Regions from separate parts of the Mus musculus genome. Here regions 1, 2, 3 and 4 are each linked to region 5. The links are chromatin contacts, called in public Hi-C and HiChIP or PLAC-seq maps. All regions are on one chromosome and are shown on one strand. The core of a region is the stretch at or near the end of the contact, and the rest is flanking DNA. Distances in the headings are between cores, read along the strand shown. Region 1 has its middle 6.3 kb from the start of Gm2115. Region 2 holds the start of Abhd17c (abhydrolase domain containing 17C). Region 3 overlaps Fah (fumarylacetoacetate hydrolase). Region 4 overlaps Gm2115 (predicted gene 2115). Region 5 overlaps Arnt2 (aryl hydrocarbon receptor nuclear translocator 2).

Region 1 (2,700 bases), core at 5-2,504, 170 kb after region 5:
GAGATCTCCACAGAGTAGAGCCTACCAACTGTCCATATCAAGCTAGACTTTGAAAGACGGTTGATTATCTCTGCAGGGATCAGGTGGGGGTGTACAATATGGCATGCCTGAAAGCTTATGGCTTTCCTGAAAGCCTGCTCACATCACATCATGTCTCTTTCCCTCACCCCACTTTGCTTCAAATGCCACTGTCTTGACTCACTCTGGCTTCTCTCTGGGCTACTCCAGTCATACCTCTGACATCTTCACAGCTCAGCTCTGAATCATTTCCAACAAGCTTGCTCTCTGCCTCTGTCTCCCTTCCCTCTCCCTGCTGTTTTCCTGACTGCATTCATGTCTTTTTATCAGGCAGAATAATTCATTCCACTTGAACCTTCAGCTCCCCTCCTCACACTCCCTGAGATTGAAGTCCAAGATGTAGGCACCCCACACCTCACATGCTAAGAACTCATCTTCTTGAAAAGGTAACAAAGGATTGGTGAATAGGGTACTCCCCACACCATGCCCTCTCCCTCACACTCCGCTCCTCCTCTTCATGGAGTAGTCACAAGATTTCAAGCAGGTAGAAGCAGCATTGCATGCCCTTTTTAAGTATAAGGGAAGAGAGTTGTTGGGCTGATATTCTGCCTTGATGGATCTCCTCTTGTTGGGTCTTTCCCCCTCCTCTGCACTATTGACTCTTAGGGACCGAAAGCAGTTAAGTTCTCTAGTCTTTCCTTGCTAGCTAAATATTCTGAGTCCACGGCTTGACAGAACCTCAGGAGGCATTAACCCAGGGAAGATGCTACTTAGCTACTCAATGACACTTTGCATTTCTGTGTGACAGAGTACCAGGTAAACAGAAACTATGAAGCAAGGACTTGGAAGGCTAGAGCACAGGTTCTGGTATTTGGAACTGAAGTCTTGAGACCTGGGGTATGCTTCTCTCTGCCTCTATTTTGTCATCTGCAAAACAGGTACAATTTGCCACCCACTCTTCTGTCCCGTAAGCTGATAGTTGATGTGCCCAGAATGCGTAGGAGTGAGCACTGCACACATAAGTCTGGTCCAGCAGGCAGCAGTCATCTCTTTCCCTTGATTCTCTCCATTTCAGGCTGGATCATCCATCAGCTCTCCCAAAGTACAAAGAGAAAGGACAGGCTGTCACCAATGTCTGCTTCTCTCTGCTGTCTTGCCTTCTGAGAGTAAAAGCATGCATCAGCCAGGATGCTGCGGCCCTGAAGCCCACAGAATGGGCAGGAGGAGGAGCTGACCCTACAATGGCCATGCTGTGTCATTGGCAGAGGCAGAGAGCCCAGAACAGAGGCATAAACAGCACCTTGGGCTAAACAACAGCCAACAGCTGGGAATTTGCCAAAGCTTCCCTCAAAAGCTGCCCCCTCCACCCATCCAGGGATAAAGAAAGGAAAGTCAGCACTAACAGGAAGCTCTCAGAACAGCCTCAACCCCAGTACAGTGTAAAAAATGAGACCAAGGCAGCAAGTGACTGGCCCAAATCCATGCCTGGATGGAAGATTATCTAATATGTAGCCACCAAGTGGCTCCCGAGCTAGAAACCAGAGTTTTTTTCTGAGATGGGTGTCTCATCCTTTCTCTATAGGGCTACTGCAGCTGGTCTGTGCTCCAGCAAGGCTAAACAGGAGTGAAATCCAAAGTTGAGCTTTCCTAGGAGTCAGAGCCTCATCCATCCTCTGAAAACAGCATCTGGACTTTTACGCTCTCAACTCAGACAAGCCTCCAATGATACAGAATCAAGCTGGTATTTCTGCTTTTTAAGTTTACCCAGCTAATGGGTAGACAGAACAGGGGTGTATCAGCAAACACGTCACATGACAGAAGAGCAGGAAAGTTCGTGAAGCAAGGCAAGTGCAATGGAAGCAGGTGGAAGAGAATGATCATGTAGAAGAGAACCATCATGGAGGTCACAAATCATTGAGTGAGGCAGGGAGCCGGCTGGGTAGACGCTGCAGAGAGTGGAGGAAGAGCACAGTCTGAGTAGAAGCCCCAGGGGGTAGGACAAAATGGAATACAGGGAAATTGCTTGCGAGCTGTCAGGAGTGCAGAAGCATGAACGAGGGAGGGACATCAGAGAAGAGGTTAGAGAAAGATCTGGAGATCTTTTAAGATGCTCTAAGCAATTTAGAATGTGGTGAAAAGCACTGCTGACCTCTGTGCAAAGCAGTGGTGTTCCCTGACTTGGGCACTAAAGGGAATATCTTCTGTGTGTAAAACTGATTGCCTTCAAATGGTATTCATAGGAGAGGCAGGAAACACAGAGGACAAGAGAGAACACTAAAAAGGACTCCAGGTCTGGAGACAAGGTGGTATTGTCTTCCTGAACTGCATTACAAGTGGCAGAGTGGTCTCTCTGAATATGCTCCTTTTGTGGCTACAAGGTTGGGATAGATTGGAAGCATAGACACCCAGTTCTCTTTCTGTAGGGCCAGGAAGTCAGGAACCTGCCACCTGGAAGGAACCCAGAAAACAGTAGCCAACCCCATGCCAAAGCTGAAATTCCACACAACCTCTTTGAAGCAATGACTATGCTCGAGAACATTAACACCTACCCTGGGGTGACAGCAAGGGACTCTTCATCTGTAGCATTGACAGTTCATGTAGGGTAAATACTCCCCCATGACTATAATAATAGTTCGTGTAAGGTAAATACTGATGTTTGAGCTGCCAGTCGTTTAAAGGACT
Region 2 (2,700 bases), core at 119-2,618, 200 kb before region 5:
ACACACAGGACCTCAGGTACGGTTGCCACCTGTGCTATGGGGATTGCATGGGAAGGTCACAAGCACCAAAACTGGTCAGGTCACTTGACTTTCCCGCAAACCAAATGTCTAAGTTCAGAGTAAAACTTAAGTTAGTTCCCCCCCCCCCCAACCTGGTCTGTCCTCAGAATATAACAATTTGTGCTTAGCATATAAAAGACCCTGAATAAATACTTTCCAGTTTTATGAACGCTAACTCAAGGTCAAGAGATTTCCTCACGCCTATAACACTCTGCGCTACTGGTGGTGTTTAGGGAAGGTTCTTCAGCTAACTTCCTGATCTCCCAGTGCCACATACTCTGCGGGACCAGGAGGCAAAGTCCTCCCCACACCCGACCCGACCCAGCCTTAAGGGCTGCACAGGCATCGCCCCAGGGACACTTTCTACTTGGAAAGTCTTTTAGAGGTCATCGTCTCTCCCCAGCTGTCAAGGGCTCTGAAAACCCCAAGGTCACTTCTACCAGACCTTCGGGGTCTGCGCGTAGCTCAAGACACAACTCAAGCCCAACCAAGTTGGTTTGGCCGGTACATTGGCATCCCCCACAGCGGCCACGTGCGTTTAACCGGAGCCACAAAGACTCCAGGCCGCGCGGGCCAGTGAAAAGCAGGCAGGACCCTTTAAGTCTGAGCTCTCCATCCCCGAGGGCTGTTGCAATCTCGAGCGAATGCAACAATCCGGGAGCACAAGCCCGCACCCCAACCGTGGCTCGGGGCTCACCGGGTGCGCAGTGCCTGCCACGCGGCGTCGATGTCAGCGTAGAGATTCTTTTCGGAGGGCTTGCCGGAGCTCACACCATAGCCCGAGTAGTCGTAAGAGAAGATGTTGCAGTTGATGCGCGAGCCCAGGCCGATGTAGAAGCTACACATCTGGCCCAAGTCCACGGCGTTGCCGTGCGAGAAGAGCAGCGTGTAGCGGCTGGAGGGCGCGCAGCGCACGAACATGCAGCCCAGCCGGTTGTCGCGGGCCGTGCGCGAGAAGAAGACCTCGACGGCGTCCAGTTCGCGCTGCGAGTACTGCCAGTCGGCGCGCTCGCTCAGGTGCAGGCTGCACGCGCCGGGGCCCGCACCCTCCTCGGCCGGAGCGGGCTGCGCCGCCGGGGCGGGCGCGGGGGTCGCCGCGGGAGCGGGCGCGCGCTGCTCGGGCGCCAGCACCGTGTAGGTGGGTTCGGGCGGCAGGAAGGCCAGCTTGGCGGCGATGCGGCTCGGACAAGGAGGGCAGCAGAAGAGCCAGCACAGCTCGCCGAGCGAGAAGCCGTTCATCCTGGGGCCGGGCTCGGGCATCGGGGCGGCCTGGCGCCCGCCGCGGGCGGGAGGGAAGCGCAGGGAGCGCAGAGGGAGAGCGCCGAGAACTGGAGGCCGGCCGAGAAGGCGGAGAGGCCAGGGGCGGGGCCAGGCGGGCGCGGCGCGGCGAGCGGGGCGGGTCAGCGGCAGCCCCGCAGCCCCGGCGAGGTGCGGACGGCCGGGGCTCGCGCGCGGCACACAAAGCCCGCGGCGGCGGCGGCCATGGCCCGCTCCAGCGCGCCGCCCCGCCCCCGCACGCTACTGCCACTTCCGGGTTACCGCGCCGCGCGCCCCCACAGGCGGGCGGGGCTACCCATCGGAACGGACGCCCCAGTCTGAAGCAGGACTCCCCGGGCTGGGCGGGGCTCCCGCCTCTTGGGCGGGAGTTAGCGCATCTGGGCGGGGCTACTCGTTAGAACAAACTCCCCGGTCCGAAGCGAGGCTCTGGAGTCTGGGGCGGGGCTTAGCGCGATTGGGGCGGGGGTCTGAAGAGATTAGAGCGGTTGGGACAATCCTGGATTGAAAAGGTAGGTGTGCAGATACTTTAGGATTCAGTTCTCCAAAACCAGCTTTCTGTCCTGGTGGAGTTATTGGGAATTTATGTAAAAGATAATTATTGAGAAAGAGAATTGAGTACATTAAAAATGCCTTGCTTTCCTCTAATCAATGCTATTTTTTTCTCTTTTGGTTGTTTGAGACAGTTTAGCCTACACTGGTTTAGAACTCACATGCTTCTAGCCTCTACCACCACTTGCTGAGATTCAAGACTTCTTGAACAGCCACTACCATAAATGCTCTGGTCCATCTCGTACGTGTTCCCGTGTTGCAGGCGGCTGTTGGGTATGTACAGCTACGCAGGTCTTTCTGTAATAACAATTACAGCAGAGCCTGTTGGTTTTACAACAAATGGTGTCAACACGGTCCTCTCTCACCCCCATCCCTTACATCATCCCCTGTGGTGCCAACTGGATACTCCATATCTGTCCTTTTTGATGTTAGTTTCTCTAGAACTGTTTTGGCGCCAGACTTTTTAATCATGAAAGACATGTTACAACGATTTTAATCCACTATTGTCTTGGCTATAGGCTTTAAGTGATTTTCCAAATATAACTCTCAGGGCTTCTGAAACCGTGTGAACCCTGGTGTCCGGTTGGCAGAGCCTCTCCTCTGGACTTTGGCACCAGGCTTTCCTTTCAGGGGTAGGAGGTCATTTTAGGCTACCTGCAATGAATACAACCAGAGCCCCAGTGGGCAGTCACCATTCCAGACCTCATAAATGTCCCAAGAAGGATTACAACATTTTTTAAACAAAAAGAATTTTGAGCATCCTAATATAAATTGATTTACCAGTACCACTTTAAGTAGTAACCTTGTGGACTG
Region 3 (2,700 bases), core at 16-2,515, 240 kb after region 5:
ACTTGAGAAAATAAGCTGATGGGTGAATGTACAGAGAAATAGGTTAGAGATCACAGGAAGTAACAATGCTTCAGGAAGCTGAGGGAGGATAGACTTGGGAGGGGGACAATGAGAGGTCAGAGATTGGCCACAGAACCTGTAAGGAAAAGCTAGGACAATAGTGAGGGCAAGGTGGATGCCCTGGAAGGCAGAGTCCCTGGCAGCAGTGAAGCTGGCAGCCATCTTTGGTGCTGGAACAGCTGGGAAGGCCATTGATGTCCAGGCAGAGTGCTGCACATTGAACAAACAGTGTTGTTCCAAAATACAACACAAAAATCATTTAGCAGGACATAAGATAACTCTGGGTAGTCTGAACGACTATGCGTTTTTAATGGTGACAGTGTGACCAGTGATGCTTGTGGGGAGTACAGCTCCTTCCCAGTGTACTAAGGGTTAAATTAGAAACTACTTTAGAGAAAACCCTGCTGATTCGTTGGGAAGGGGCAGGAATGGTGACAGCTGTACTTAAACAGTCCTTGGGAAGGATGGAGGCAGTCAGCATCCAATCATCTCTGTGAAGATAGAGCTGGGCGAAGGACTGTGAAGGAGGATGGGGACCATTAAAGCAGGAGCCCAACAGGTCCTGGGTGGCCAGAAGATGAGAAGGACAGTGGAGGGACAGAGACAAAGAGGAGGGAGACCACCAGAGGGGAGACGTGGGTGCTGTGGTGGGAAGTGTTGGGGAAGATCCAAGGAGACAGAATGGAACTGCAGGGACTTTTATGAAGAACCAATTTGCAGGGGAAAGTCCCAAGAGTGTTCATGCATAAAATGACATGGATGGGTGAGGGAGAAAGTGCAGCAGTACACAGCTGGTGAGACAATGCCAGGGAGAGTGTGGGGAGGGAAGGCAGGGAGCCAGGAGCAGAGCAGAGCCCTCTGGAGATTTAGACCCAGAGATGTGGGAGGACCAGATAGGTCATTTACCAGAGCCGTGTTTGAGAGAAGTTAGGGCCTTCAAGGCATTGGCCATAAGAGCTGGGTGACTGTAATGAAGGGGTGGGATATTGCACTGGGAACCCTGTTGGACACACACACACACACACACACACACACACACACACACACACACACACCTTTTCCCTTATAGCCTCTATTCCAAAATGCATTCTGCAAATTAGACTCTAGAGGGAGCCATTGCACAAAACAAAATGCAGGATCCACCAAGCATCACCATGTCTCAGTATCAGAGGGCAACAGGAAAGGGCGGAAGCCGGAACTTAGAGCAGAGTTTTCAGCAGAAGGGTGCTTACCTGCTTTGGGTTTGGCACCACAAAGGGCATGAGGGCATCCATAGGCACCACCCACGGGGAGATTGTGGTTCCAAAGCTTTTCCCCAGGAATGGCCCAAGTGGGACGTACTCCCATTGCTGGATGTCTCGTGCTATGAAAAGACAGCAAGCTTAGGTCTCACCGTGGCTTACAGACTCACTCCAAGCTGCTTCCTGTCCTTGACCTACATGGACCTCTCTACATGGCTCTGGCCAACCAGATCTCCCAGGGAACAAACAGAAAGGTATTCAGTATGAAGACAGAGGTCCTTGGAGGTGCTGTGCTAGGGAACAATGAAGGATGACAGGACAGTCCCTACCAAGGGCCTGAATGGGGGAAGGCCCTCTCCTGAGATTTCTGGACCCACTTCCTCTTACACATGGTATCAGGGTGTAGAGCTGGGACTCAGATGCTGGGCTGATGAATAGTAAGGCTCAATTCAGCCACTGACTAAAATCCCTCCATGTACAGCTCTTCATCAGCAGCTGATGGTGCTGGCAACAGTGAGTGGAGTGTGTAGGGCTTGATAAAGCTTTAGGTTCTGTCAGCTCCATCCTTCCACTTATGAGAAAGCTACTCAGGGAAGCTGTGACTGCCCCACACCCACAGAGTCAGAAGTCTGCATGGTATCACCCCTGTAGTACTTAGGCCTCCTGTCCCATACCCAACTCCTGTGTGTGCCCCTAAGAACAGAACATCAGAGGAAGCTGGGCCACCAGGCATTACCGCTCCAGTCGTTCATGAGGACCATCCCGAAAATGTGTTCATGGGCTTTGGAAATGGGGATTGGCTCTCCGAATCTGTTCCCAGGGCCTACGAAGAAAGCCTGCCATGGAGAAAGTTGGTAAGAATCTAGATGACCCGATGCTCTGGGTCACTGTGGCTTACAGAGCAAAGGGAAAATATTTTCAAAGTTCAACCAGGGACTAGGGCTGCCTGAGGACCTGGCATTACTTCCCTGGGTCTCTAAGGTGGGAAGTCTACTCACATGAGCCCTTTCCCCCCTAGCCCCAGGGCACCCCAGGCCTTTCTGATTCTTCCTCTGTATTCCAGGCTCCATACCCTCACATCTGACAGTATATGACACTTGTAAAGAATGAAAACATCAGGGGTGCTCATTCCAGGAGGATTGACAAGTTGACTTCACAGCCCTACCTATCCCAAAAGGAATGGCATCTGTCCAATAGCCATGGACCAAGAGAACATCTAGCAATCATGTCTAAGGGAAACTAAGTGCGGGGGAGAAGGAATTCCTTGAGCAGTACAGAATCATCTACGTTCATGGCTAGGGTCACTGTTTTATTTGTCCTTGAGATAGGGTTTAAACAGTGCAAAATCTTCAAGATACACACACACACACACACACACACACACACACACACAGAGAGA
Region 4 (2,700 bases), core at 121-2,620, 200 kb after region 5:
TGGTTCCCTGAGGGGACATAAGGAGATTCTTGATCAGGTCTCTTGCTCTGCCTGAGTCTGGTTCTCTTAAACTCTAAAACAGCCTCGATGCATTGAATTTTGATTGTTTCTAGTTCTATATGAAAAGACAGATGATTTGTAAACAAGGCCCACATTACTTTTGCAATGACAGTGAAGGATGGGTGAACTGGTTGGCCCTGCTGCCATTTAACAGTTGTAAAGTTTAAGGAGGAATGGTCAAGATCTCAATGTATGGAAACAAATGAAAGATGGTCTTGAAGCAAGAAGTACCTCTTCTCTAACTTGCAAACCTTTAGCTTTTGCCAATTACAGGAATGCGGAATCTCAGTAGAGCTCTGCAGAAAGGATCCGATTAATTTAGGGAAAGTACTATTAAAAAACAGCGTGCTTTTGCCCTGTGTCTAGTATGAGCAAAGCCAGAAAAAATATGTTCTATAGAGTATGGTAGGGCCTTGGAGAATGGAAACACTGCCTTCAAAGTTCTTTAATGAAAGCTGAGATAAACACAGAATTAAAAAACATATCATCTTGGTTCTAAGTGGATGAATAAACAGAAAGATTGAATTTACCATTTCTTTCTGAGACATAAACTTTAATGACAATATTTTGGAAGATGCCAGAAAGATCCAGGAACATATACAAAAGGGCCCCTAGAAATGAAGACTTAAGTGATGGTCCTCTTCTTTCTCTGAAGGACTGAAGATATAGAAGTTTGCTTCAGTAGCCCATAGTTCCCTAAACAAAAATCCAGAGGAAAGAGCTATGAAACCCCAGTAATGGAACCATCAAAGGGAGAAGAGCCATCTACTGCCTTAGGTAAAGAGAAGTTGCTCTTGGAGCAGAGCAGGAACTGTGGCTAACTCCTAGTCCTGCTGTGACTTGATGTGTCAGGGTGGGTTGGTATCCAGGAGGACCTCCCCCTTCTCAGAGGAGAAGGAGAGAGAGGATGGGAGGAGAAGGGGCCTGCAATCAAGATGCAATGTGAATAAATAAATTCATTAATGGAAAAAGTAGAAAAAAAGAGAGGTTGCTTTAAACTCCTAATGCTGTGAGTTCTGGGACAGGTCTGAATTCAGCCATCCTGAAAGCCCAGCTACTGTCCCAGCAATGTAGCCCAAATGGGTAAGCAGATGGATGGAGCGATGACATTAGGAGTCGTGGGAGAGGGCTGAAGAAGATTAGGATCCCCAACCTTACACTGAAGGAATTATGTGGATGTGTCTGGAGCTAACTTCCTAGTTGTTTTGTGAGTTTTTCCAGGCCAGCCTTTGTCTTCAAGGGACACTCCATCTGGAAGTGATTAGCCCTTTGGTCATAAATACGTACCCTGTGGTGCTTTAGTCATAAGCCAAATATTCAAAATAGGTACCCTAGCAGAGCAGCTTAATAGAAGTACTAGCAGGAAATATGTTGTTGTTGCTTTAGGACCCATGAGGAGAAACATGTCTAGTAGATGTACAACCCCAGTGTTTCCAGAAAAAGAATGCGTGACCCTGATCCAGAGTTGTTTCAAGGGTAGCCCATGATCCTTGCAGGATGATAGTCAGCTTTATGAATTTGGACTTGACCTACCTACTGGGACTTAATCCAACTCATTGCCAGGAAACACTCAGGACAAACATTACATATGGTTGTTTAGTTTGAGATTTTCACTCAATTTTGACCATTTAATTTTTTCCCCTGGAAAAGCATTATTGTTGATGTTTTCCTGTGTCTTGGTTGAGTTTTACACAGAATCAGCTCATTAGGGTTTTTATCTATCTATCTATCTATCTATCTATCTATCTATCTATCTATCTATCTATCTATCTATCTATCTATGGAGAGAGAGAGAGATAGCTCATTTCCTTCCTAGGGGTGTGTATTTGGTTCTTCTCTTCTAGAGTAAACTTATCTCAAGTTTGTCTAGATTCAGACTTTAACAAAGAACCTGCTGATGGGCTTGTTTTTAATTTGGTTGGTTTGCTTTATCAGTTATTAGCTACCACTCTTAACTCTGCTAATCTTATCTTCCAGATGCCCTTGGTGCTGTTTGTGTACCTTCTTTGGTTGAGTATTTGGTTCACTGCATTCGTTTCCTCTTGTTCTCTGGTGAACATCACGATTTTGTCTCTGAGTATAGTAAACAGCTGTCACTCATCTTGCCCAATGGGTTTTACTATATCCTAGTCTCATAGAGTGATTTTCTAAATATTCTGTAATTACACTCTATCATTAACCCAATAATTATTTTAATGACATTTGAATCATAAAGCTATCAGTTTGTTCATTTGTTTAATTCTTTCTGGTTAGAATGGCTGCCCATACAATTTAAATTTTTTAGAATTTATATATATGTTTGTGAATATTCTTTGTAAATGTATATTAAATCATTGTTCTGTGGGCATCTGAACAGAATGAATAATCTCTACAAGCAATGATAATGTCCTTTAGCAGGAAGAAAAGATGGCGTGGCAGACACCTAGCATGTTTCTCCATCTCTAGAAGATTAAAACAAAAGGCACAGGTATGGGCAGAGGAGGGTGGTATAGAAAGATGCTGAAGAGCAACTGGTAGACAAAGACCAGGTAAAACCCAGAATGGACTTACAATTTTTCTAAGAAACAATAAACTTTAACATAGGCCATTTAGCAACACTATAGGGAAGAGTTGAGATCCTCTCAGTAGAGCTTTAAGCAA
Region 5 (2,700 bases), core at 74-2,573:
AGGTAAAATAAACTCACCTTGAGAATTTACTGGGACCTTCACCATCTTCGTCATCGAAGTCCATTCTGGAAAGTCAAAGGCACAGGTAAGAACTAGTTATAACTCTCAGAGGACTCTAATTGGTTACATGAGCTGTGAACGCAGGGGAGTCTTCACCCCATCACATCGCTATGCAATGCTTCCAATTTTCACCCCATCACATCGCTGCTCAATGCTTCCGACCTTTGGCCATGCTAAACAGTATCCGCAGAGTCTCAAGAGAAAAAAATTACAAACAAAAGGTCTCCAGTACACTCACTATTAGTTCTCTGGTCAGAAATAGGAATACTCAAGTGTCAACTTGTCCCCCTTTGACGCTTCTCAGGTCACCAATGGATGACTCAGGCCATGTTGTGTGAAGGCATCAATGTTTCTTGTCTGCCATCATCCCTGGAGTATGTGGGTCCATCCACATCATGTATTCTATACCAGCACTTAATTTCTTACTTTTATGGTATATTGCTCAAGGGATTTGGAAGACAGTAAGTTCAAAGGGCGATGACATAATATCAGGGGACAGTGAAGCTGTCTGAGAATACTGCTTGTGACTTGGTGAGTCTCTACCAACCTCAGGGCAAAGGTCCTTCAAGAAAACCAGCCTGTTACACCCAGGATCAAACAGGCTGTTGAGGAGGAAATGGGCCTTTGATACCAAAATCACTGAAGCTGGTTGTCTGCTCGTTGAAGCTCACAGAATTACTCTTGAGATTCTTCTCTGCTGGGCCTCCCCTTGTTAATATCAATGTTTTGGTGAATTCTTACTGAACTAACACTCCAAATGATCCTTCTTAAAGGCCCAAGTGCTTCTGATGTCAGCACACACAGGTTGGAAGATGTTAGGGCAGAGGGGAACATAACCATGATCAAGTGCACCCAGAGTTTCTGCGGTAGGAAATGAGCAGTCAGCATGGCTCTTGAGTGTGGCATCCATCTGCAGACCCTATATCACCCTGCTTGTTTTTAGTAGGCCTGAAGGATTTGGTGAGATATAGTCTCATGATCCAAGCAGGAGAGAGGCTGGCTGCCTGACTGGAGGTCTGAGGAATTCCATGTTTTAGCAGTTTATTATGAGAATGGAGAATACCCAGTGAGATTCGGCTCAAACAATAAACAAGCAGAGAATGAAGTATGTGCCAGAAGACCACAGTTACAGAGGCCACACCTTCTGGTCCCTCATAGGGAGGGTGAACTTCATTTCCTAGTCTTTGAGGGATTGAATAAGTGACCCAGGAAATGCATGGGGCACCCAGGCCACCAGGAGGCAGTCATGTTACACATAAAGAGCATACTTGTCCACATACCTCAAGATGAGCCCCAGTGAGATGTGTGGCTAAGCAAGAACTCGAGGGACCTAGGAACTAGGATCAGATACGGCAAAATGAAGGGAATGAGGACAGCTTTTGCATGTCTTTGCTCTGGATTATATGCAGTGCAGCCTGAGTTGACATGTCCAGAATTCCCTGACGGGATCCCTCATCCACTTAGATCCTTGGTCCTCAAAACCCAACTGTCCTCACAACAAAAATGGCAGTTGTGATGAAAGAAATTCCTCTGTACAAAGAGGAACGGAGATGGACAGGATGAAGGGAAAAGACAGAAGACCACATGCATGTCACCCGCGAGATGACCATGTATCGCTCTCCACAGCATGGCTTTGGAAGTTCAGCCCTGGGCCAGAGCTGTCTACAGGACAAATGGAGCTGAATGTGGGAATTCTAAATAAAGAAAGCTCATTAATATCCTGTATAATTACTAAGCTATCATCTCACCTTCCTGGAAATTGCCTGTGGAAAATAACCACCAAAAATGTTTAACTGAGGTCAGTTGCATTTTTGCAGAGCCACACTGCCACCTAGTGCTTGTAAAGGGAAAGATCACCTTTTCTGCCTTCATAAACTACCTACGTTTTCAAAATTCCAAATGATTTGTGCCTGGATTCATCAAAACCGTAAATAGGTGTAATATACACAGTTATTTTTAAAATCCCATTCAGTTCAATTTGATATCACAGCTTCTGTAACATTGAGAGAGAGAGAGAGAGAGAGAGAGAGAGAGAGAGAGAGAGAGAGAGCAGAGCACGCTCGAGAAAGAGCAAGCTCTTCCACTCTTGCGTTTGCCTGTGGAGATAGAGGACATGTGAGAGATTAGGCTTTCTCCTTCTATCTGTGGATATGGTTATGTAACTTAGGTCATTAGGCATGGCAGCAAGTGCCCATACCACTGAGCCATCTCAAGGGCCTTTGATAGGATTATAATAAATAAGCAAACTCCTACAAAACATAACTGACTAGTTGGCCCTCAATCCAGGCCTAAAGATCAATGAGATGCTTGGAGTGACCAAGGGCAGGTCTTCTTGGACTCCAGGACTTTGGTGCTGAAACAGTCACAAGCAAGTCAGGATAGTTTGTCATCCTCATTTTGACAGAGTTTTCTTTACTCAATACCCTACAGAATAGATATAGGAAGAACTGAGTGGTGTAGTAAAGGGTTCCAGCCCTGCTAGGCAAGCTTCGGATCAGGCCAGCATCAGGTGAAAGAAAAGGGTGGTCTAGATCCTGAGTCTACTGGAGTTCATTGGAAACCTGGAGTCATGACTTGTATATGAAAAATTAAAGACCAAGAAACTATGGCTCCTACCTGAGAACGTGTGCAATCATACTG

Evidence for each region. HiChIP or PLAC-seq counts read pairs in DNA pulled down with a chosen protein or histone mark. Hi-C and Micro-C count contacts between places; a contact is called where the count stands out from the background.
Region 1: a contact with region 5 is called in a CTCF HiChIP or PLAC-seq map of the NIH/3T3 cell line, with 17 read pairs. The contact joins two enhancer-like sites. A contact is called at or near these places in 1 of 15 datasets of contacts at CTCF or cohesin (the NIH/3T3 cell line) and 1 of 9 other capture datasets (adipose tissue).
Region 2: a Hi-C map of cortical neurons shows a contact between it and region 5, with 3 times the contacts expected there. The contact joins the promoter of Abhd17c here to the enhancer-like site in region 5. A contact is called at or near these places in 9 of 39 promoter capture datasets (the 3T3-L1 cell line, 3T3-L1-derived adipocytes, cranial neural crest and 4 more), 1 of 15 datasets of contacts at CTCF or cohesin (the NIH/3T3 cell line), 12 of 484 Hi-C or Micro-C datasets (the 3T3-L1 cell line, the HL-1 cell line, adipose-derived mesenchymal stem cells and 8 more), 3 of 115 datasets of contacts at active chromatin or transcription factors (extraembryonic endoderm stem cells, microglia and stem cell-derived neural progenitor cells) and 2 of 9 other capture datasets (adipose tissue and liver).
Region 3: a Hi-C map of neural progenitor cells shows a contact between it and region 5, with 5 times the contacts expected there. The contact joins two enhancer-like sites. A contact is called at or near these places in 1 of 15 datasets of contacts at CTCF or cohesin (the NIH/3T3 cell line), 25 of 484 Hi-C or Micro-C datasets (the G1E-ER4 cell line, Th1 cells, Th2 cells and 16 more) and 1 of 9 other capture datasets (liver).
Region 4: a contact with region 5 is called in a CTCF HiChIP or PLAC-seq map of the NIH/3T3 cell line, with 13 read pairs. The contact joins two enhancer-like sites. A contact is called at or near these places in 1 of 15 datasets of contacts at CTCF or cohesin (the NIH/3T3 cell line), 1 of 484 Hi-C or Micro-C datasets (nephron progenitors) and 1 of 115 datasets of contacts at active chromatin or transcription factors (the NIH/3T3 cell line).

The regions. Positions count from the first base shown.
Region 1 is chr7:84,521,302-84,524,001 of GRCm38.p6, forward strand. No RefSeq gene overlaps it. Among named protein-coding and RNA genes, the nearest start is that of Gm2115, 6.3 kb to the right of the region's middle. Within about 2 kb of position 1,255, at least 54 of the 459 cell types and tissues checked have an H3K27ac peak or open chromatin away from gene starts, as enhancers often do. A contact at or near this core is called in the NIH/3T3 cell line, where this site is marked.
Region 2 is chr7:84,150,525-84,153,224 of GRCm38.p6, forward strand. It overlaps Abhd17c (abhydrolase domain containing 17C), which reads right to left and starts at 1,369. Exons shown (of 3, transcript NM_133722.2): 1 at 758-1,369. The coding sequence starts at 1,320. It overlaps LOC117997403 (a long non-coding RNA gene), which reads left to right and starts at 1,616. Exons shown (of 3, transcript NR_169136.1): 1 at 1,616-1,847; 2 at 2,022-2,160.
Region 3 is chr7:84,593,421-84,596,120 of GRCm38.p6, forward strand. Fah (fumarylacetoacetate hydrolase) reads right to left here. Exons shown (of 14, transcript NM_010176.4): 8 at 2,038-2,137; 9 at 1,293-1,423. Among named protein-coding and RNA genes, the nearest start is that of Fah, 11 kb to the right of the region's middle. Within about 2 kb of position 1,266, at least 69 of the 459 cell types and tissues checked have an H3K27ac peak or open chromatin away from gene starts, as enhancers often do. A contact at or near this core is called in neural progenitor cells, where this site is marked.
Region 4 is chr7:84,556,226-84,558,925 of GRCm38.p6, forward strand. The region is part of intron 1 of Gm2115 (predicted gene 2115); the gene reads left to right. Among named protein-coding and RNA genes, the nearest start is that of Gm2115, 29 kb to the left of the region's middle. Within about 2 kb of position 1,371, at least 28 of the 459 cell types and tissues checked have an H3K27ac peak or open chromatin away from gene starts, as enhancers often do. A contact at or near this core is called in the NIH/3T3 cell line, where this site is marked.
Region 5 is chr7:84,354,503-84,357,202 of GRCm38.p6, forward strand. Arnt2 (aryl hydrocarbon receptor nuclear translocator 2) reads right to left here. Exons shown (of 19, transcript NM_007488.3): 3 at 18-65. Among named protein-coding and RNA genes, the nearest start is that of Gm30873, 19 kb to the left of the region's middle. Within about 2 kb of position 1,324, at least 26 of the 459 cell types and tissues checked have an H3K27ac peak or open chromatin away from gene starts, as enhancers often do. A contact at or near this core is called in the NIH/3T3 cell line, cortical neurons, neural progenitor cells and 1 more, where this site is marked.